2 separate regions of the Macaca mulatta genome follow, and region 1 is linked to region 2. A link is a contact called in public Hi-C data. All regions are on one chromosome and are shown on one strand. Each heading gives the region's core, a stretch centred on a gene start, on an enhancer-like site or on the middle of the called end of the contact. The rest is flanking DNA. Distances are from core to core; before and after follow the strand shown.

Evidence for each region. A called contact is a pair of places that touch in the nucleus more often than the background predicts.
Region 1: a contact with region 2 is called in a Hi-C map of fetal cortical plate, with 1.7 times the contacts expected there. The contact joins the promoter of LOC701808 here to the promoter of TRMT10C in region 2. A contact is called at or near these places in 4 of 14 Hi-C or Micro-C datasets (CD4 T cells, cortical neurons, fetal cortex germinal zone and 1 more).

What each region holds. Positions count from the first base shown.
Region 1 is chr2:182,073,171-182,075,870 of T2T-MMU8v2.0, forward strand. It overlaps LOC701808 (putative protein ARB2BP), which reads right to left and starts at 1,349. Exons shown (of 2, transcript XM_015129067.3): 1 at 1,247-1,349. The coding sequence starts at 1,349. It overlaps SENP7 (SUMO specific peptidase 7), which reads left to right and starts at 1,387. Exons shown (of 22, transcript XM_077993995.1): 1 at 1,387-1,492. The coding sequence starts at 1,453.
Region 2 is chr2:182,019,346-182,022,051 of T2T-MMU8v2.0, forward strand. It overlaps TRMT10C (tRNA methyltransferase 10C, mitochondrial RNase P subunit), which reads right to left and starts at 1,361. Exons shown (of 2, transcript XM_015129663.3): 1 at 1,226-1,361. It also overlaps the pseudogene LOC106996647.

The DNA.
Region 1 (2,700 bases), core at 99-2,598, 54 kb after region 2:
CTTTGTTGCCCAGGATGGTCTTGAATGTCTGGGCTCAAGCTATTCTGCCTCAGCCTCCTAAAGTGCTGGGATTACAGACGTGAGCCACTGTGCCCGGCCCAGCTTGACTTCTGAGTCAGTTAAGTTCTTTGGTTAAAAAAATTAGTTTGTGAGGAAACTGAACATTCAATTATTATTCAGAAAGCAATGTTTTTGTTAAACAGAAATTAACCAAATAAACCAACAAAATGAAATCCTTACAGTGAACCTCAATCCCAGCAAGACTTAAAGTGTATCTGCCTTGCGGTCATTACTGCCATGTAGAACACTTCCCCAAGCCCAACACCCCACAACACCTGTGGCCTCACCTCTACCTGGGGACTGACCATATTATAATTAGGAAGGCTTGACTCATGAAGAAGGGGACTGCTTTAGTGGACGAGTTGGGCCGATCCCTTTATTGACTCCATTAGGATGGGAGATGGGGGTTGGAGGGATAGGGGTGAGAGGTATAAAGGGCCGGCTTGGGAATCAAACCCGATTGATTTCCAGAGTCCCTTTGGGCTTGGATCATGCCAGAAACATTTTCCCTGCTTAGAGCACTGTGCTGAATTTTGTTAAACTTGTGATTAAATCGTCATGAAAGCTTACACGTTCATTTAAAAATTATTCAGATATGCACCATTAGGGATCAGGCTAATAGTACCAGACCTTTAGTTCATTGATGACCGGTCTAGTCCCTTAAGTATCGTGGTAAATGTTAATTGAACAAATTCCAGTGTATAGCCACCCACTTTTTGTCATCTCAGTATTTCAGTTATTGAAAAATTAAGTTCTAGCTTTTACGGAACTTTAAAAATCACGAGTTTTAATTTTAAAAAGAAATTCTCTCTAAGACATTTTTCCTCGTCAGCCTACTTATTTTCAGTGCAAATGCTAAACTAATAGCTAGGCTATTATTAGGTGATTTTGCCATCTTAAAATCTTTTGGTTTCTGAGTTCGAGGAAGGGCGTTTGGGGCAAATATGTAAGAGAGGCTGTCAGGAACGTAATACTGCAAACACTAACGTTTTGTTTTCATAGTTGTTTGGCCACCTCGCGAGATCCAGTGAACCGGAGGAGTTCCTGTTTTCCCCTTTTAATTGTTGTCAATCTAATCTTCAAAGTCAACAAAGCTAAAATCAAGCACCCAGATGGTTCACTTCCCCAGAGGGGATCAGATCATGAAATAAACCCCACGAAAAAAACGCTGGAGGAGACAGCCCACAGAGAAAAGTCCCAGGAAATGATTTCCGGTTGATGGTGGGAGGGGCAGCTGATTTCCGGTCGAAGGGCAGGCGACGGCTCTTGCGCAAGCGCGCTTCGCACATTGCTGGCTTTTTTTTTTTTTCTTTCCCCTCCCCCTCCCTCTCCCAAGCCGGAGGGGTCCTGAGGTGACAGCGCCTGCAACTGAAATTTCAGCAGCGGGAGAAGATGGACAAGAGAAAGCTCGGGCGACGGCCATCTTCATCCGGTGAGAAAGGGTCGGAGGAGGGTTAAGCATATTGTCTCCTACCCGGGGCAGACGGGAGGCGCTGGCGGCAGCTGGGGTTGCGGCCCGAAGCCGCGAGGGCGAGGGCGGGGGCGGGGAGAGGAGGGGGCGCGCACAATGGAAGGCTCCCGGGTCGTCCCCGCCCCTCGAGTCGAAGACCGGGTCCGAGCTGTCATCGAAGCCTCGGGCGCTCTTCACCTCAAAACCCCTTTTATTTTTTCCCTCCTCCCGCGAACACTCTCCTTGCGTCTCATCGGACCATGGATCTTCCCGGTTGGCTTGCCACTCTCTGCCACGCCTTCCTCGTAATTCCACCAATGTTCCAATTTCATTTCGGTGTCTCAGCGCCTGACCCCACTTTCCTCTCTTCCTTTGCTTCTCGACTTTGCGTCCCTTCCCCTCTCCCTCCTCTTTCCCTCAGCAGGTAGCTGCTGCTGGGGAGGAAAGGTGGGGCTTGCGAACGGAGACTCCTTTTCTTTGATACAATGCCTCGCTGGGTCTTGTTCTGCTGAACAGGCCCGCCTAATAGCCTTTTTCTTTTCCAGCCTCCCCTGCGTCTTCCAAAAGTGATTGGAAAATCAAACAAAGGATATGAAGCCGTGCTTTCGTTGTGTTTTTATTTTCAGCATATTTTTGTTTTGGAAATTATTTTGTTTTAAATGACTATCTTCAGTTTTGTGTACAACGTCTTGGAAACAAGAAGGTGGAGTTATAAAGACGTGAGGTAGAGTTCCTCCCAGTCGAGAAGTTTTTGTCAAACATTTCATCCATTAAGGGGTCCTCAAGTCCTTGTGTTAAGTCCTACGGGTGGTAGGAGGAGAGGACGAGGACTCACATGCTTACAGTCCACAAACGAACGCCCAATGAATCAATTTCATTTCATTTTTCTGTTTCTTATGGTACCGTTGATTTCTGCAGAAACATTGTTGACAATTCCAAATTTATTTAGGAGTGCCCTGTGGCAGTGCATCTCAAACTTCTTTCAGCCTTAATTGCAAAGGAGAGTGATTATGGATCTCTGGGGACACTACTTGAAGCAGTTGAAAACCTGAAATCCCTTTTCATATGCAACCAGTGTTAGCGATTTTGGTGTGTATTCTGGAGATAGTAGTTTTCTCCTTTGAAAGCACATGTATAAATGATATATGTGTATATTTATACATACATGTAGGTATATGCCTTCAACTGAT
Region 2 (2,706 bases), core at 111-2,610:
AGTAGAAGAATTGCTTGAAAAGGTGGGGGGGTGGGGGGGGGCGGAAGTTGCAGTGAGCCGAGATTGTACCACTGCACTCCGGTCTGGGCGACAGAGTAAGACTGTCTCAAACAAACAAACAAAAAACACCTCAAATGCAACAAATCGAAATAACCCCTCTACCTTTGCTTCACAATCTGGTCCTCCTTCAGTGTTGTTTCAAGGGATATTGCTATCCATTGGTATTGTTCCCAACATATATTTCTAAGCCTATTGCGGCCAGGTCAGCAGCATCAGCATCTCTAGCTACTCTTCACCTCACACTTTAGTATTCCACCATTAGTTTTCACAGCACTCTTGTCCCTATGACAGTACTTCTAACACTGTACTGTAATTGGCTGGTTATCTATTTGCCTCTCTAGATGGTAAGGACTAACTAGTGTCCATGAGGACAAGGACTTTGTCTATAATGTTAACATTGAATCCAATGCTTGACAATAAATATTGTCAATAAATATTGGCTCACAGTAATCACGCAAATATTTTCCTAATATCCTTGCTCGATGCTTCTTACATTAAAAAAAAGAAAAAAAGTTCAGCCTCCCTTTATTATTTTTTTGAGGGGTATCGGAGTGCAGTGGCGCCATCTTGGGTCACTGCCAGCTCCGCCTCCCGGGCTCACGCCATTCTCCTGCCTCAGCTTCCCGAGTAGCTGGCACTACAGGCGCCCACCACGCCCGGCTAATTCTTTTGTATTTTTAGTAGAGACGGGGTTTCACTGTGTTAGCCAGGATGGTCTCGGATCTCCTGACCTCGTGATCCGCCCGCCTCGGCCTCCCAATGTGCTGGGATTACAGGCGTGAGCCACCGCGCCCTGCTCAGCCTCCCTTTAAAGAGAAAACAATTTACTTTAAAATCCCCGAAATATTTAAGCTGGAGTCCCCAGGCACCAGTCTAATAAACATTGATTTCAGAAAGAGTTTTAAAAGTTTTATTCTTGTAACTGGTAAAGACTTAGAATACCACAGAAATGAAAACCCCACTTGCAAAAAGCAATCAAGGACATCGTTTCAGGAACCACTGATTTTGTTTAAGGTACTGTACTAGTTACAGTTTATTATTCACTGGGCTTCCTCTTACCTCTGGACCTTCCGAGCGCATATGCTCCACTAAGTGCGTCCCGGAACGTCTCCGGCGTCCTCCCACCCCCAACACACACATTAGGAGAAAGAAGAAACTCGCTTACCAGGAGTGCAAAGATAGTGGTTCTAGCTGACGCAAAGTGCAGGGACCCTAGAGGACGAAGGACTCCGCCGTATGGACGCCCAGTGACCCGCGCCGAAGCCAGCACGCAGCTCACCCAACATTCCACACGATAGACCAAAGCGGTTGCTGGGGCTCAGGCGGAAGTTCCGCCCTCTCCCTTCCGGCGCTGCTTTTTTATGTCACAGCACGCAAAGAACGCTTTCCCGGCTGAAAGAAGCGCCGTAGACTAGACAGGTGTCTGTAGGCAGTTGGGTACTTGCAGACTACGCTCTTAGTTGTCATGGATTTGTACCTATGTTGTGTTGTGTTGTGTTTTCCTCCATTTATCCTAAAAACTGTCTCTGGGCCGGCCAGGTGGCTCACGCCTGTAATTCTAGCGGTTTGGGAGGCTGAGGCGGGCGGATCACTTGAGGTCAGGAGTTCGAGACCAGCCTGGCCAACATAGTGAAATCCCGTCTCTACCAAAAACACAAAAATTAGCCAGGTGTAGTGTCGCGCGCCTGTAGTCCCAGCTACTCAGGAGGCTGAGGCAGGAGAATCACTTGAACCCGGGAGGCGGAGGTTGCGGTGAGCCGAGATCACGCCACTGCACTCCAGGCTGGGCAACAGAGTGAGACTCCGTCTCAAAAAGCCAAACAAAAACTGTTCCTAATCCTGTTCTCAACTGACTCTCCTCTTGGGCTCCGTATTTATAAACATTTGCTGACCAAGTACTAAAATAAAGTGTGTTTTTTTCCACAGATCTTCTTACTCAGCTTCAAACTCCCTGACGCTAGGACTTTAAACTCTTAATCTTTTTGACCAGTTTATCACCAGTACCTGTCACTATGCTTGGAACATGGTAAGCCACAGTAAGTTTCTCTCTCCTCCTAGTTCATTTGGAAAATTTAATGTGAAATGAAGTTAAAACACTGTTGTAAATAAATTGGTGGCCTTTGGGTCAAAATCCAGCCTCCACATATTTTGTTTAGCTAGCACAGTGTTTTTATGTTTTCAATTATTTTAGTTTAGCTGTCATCTTAAAAACATATGGTACAAGACCATTTACTGGGGAAAGGTCAATCTTTTCGACAGTTTGTGCTGGGAAAACTGCATATACACATGAGAAGAGTGAAGTTGGACCCTTACCTAACACCATATATAAAAACTAACTCAAAATGAGTCAAATACTTAAATAAAATAGTGTAGTGAAAACTATAAAACAGAATTAAACATAGAGGAAAATCTTCATGACATTGGATTTGGTAGATTTCATAAGTATGACACCAAAATCATAGGCAACATAAGAAAAAATATACAAATTGGGCTTCATAAAATTGAAATACTTTTGGGCCGGGCGCGGTGGCTCATGTCTGTAATCCCAGCACTTTGGGAGGCCGAGACAGGCAGATCACGACGTCAAGAGATTGAGATCATCCCGGCCAACATGGTGAAACGACGTCTCTACTAAAAATGCAAAAA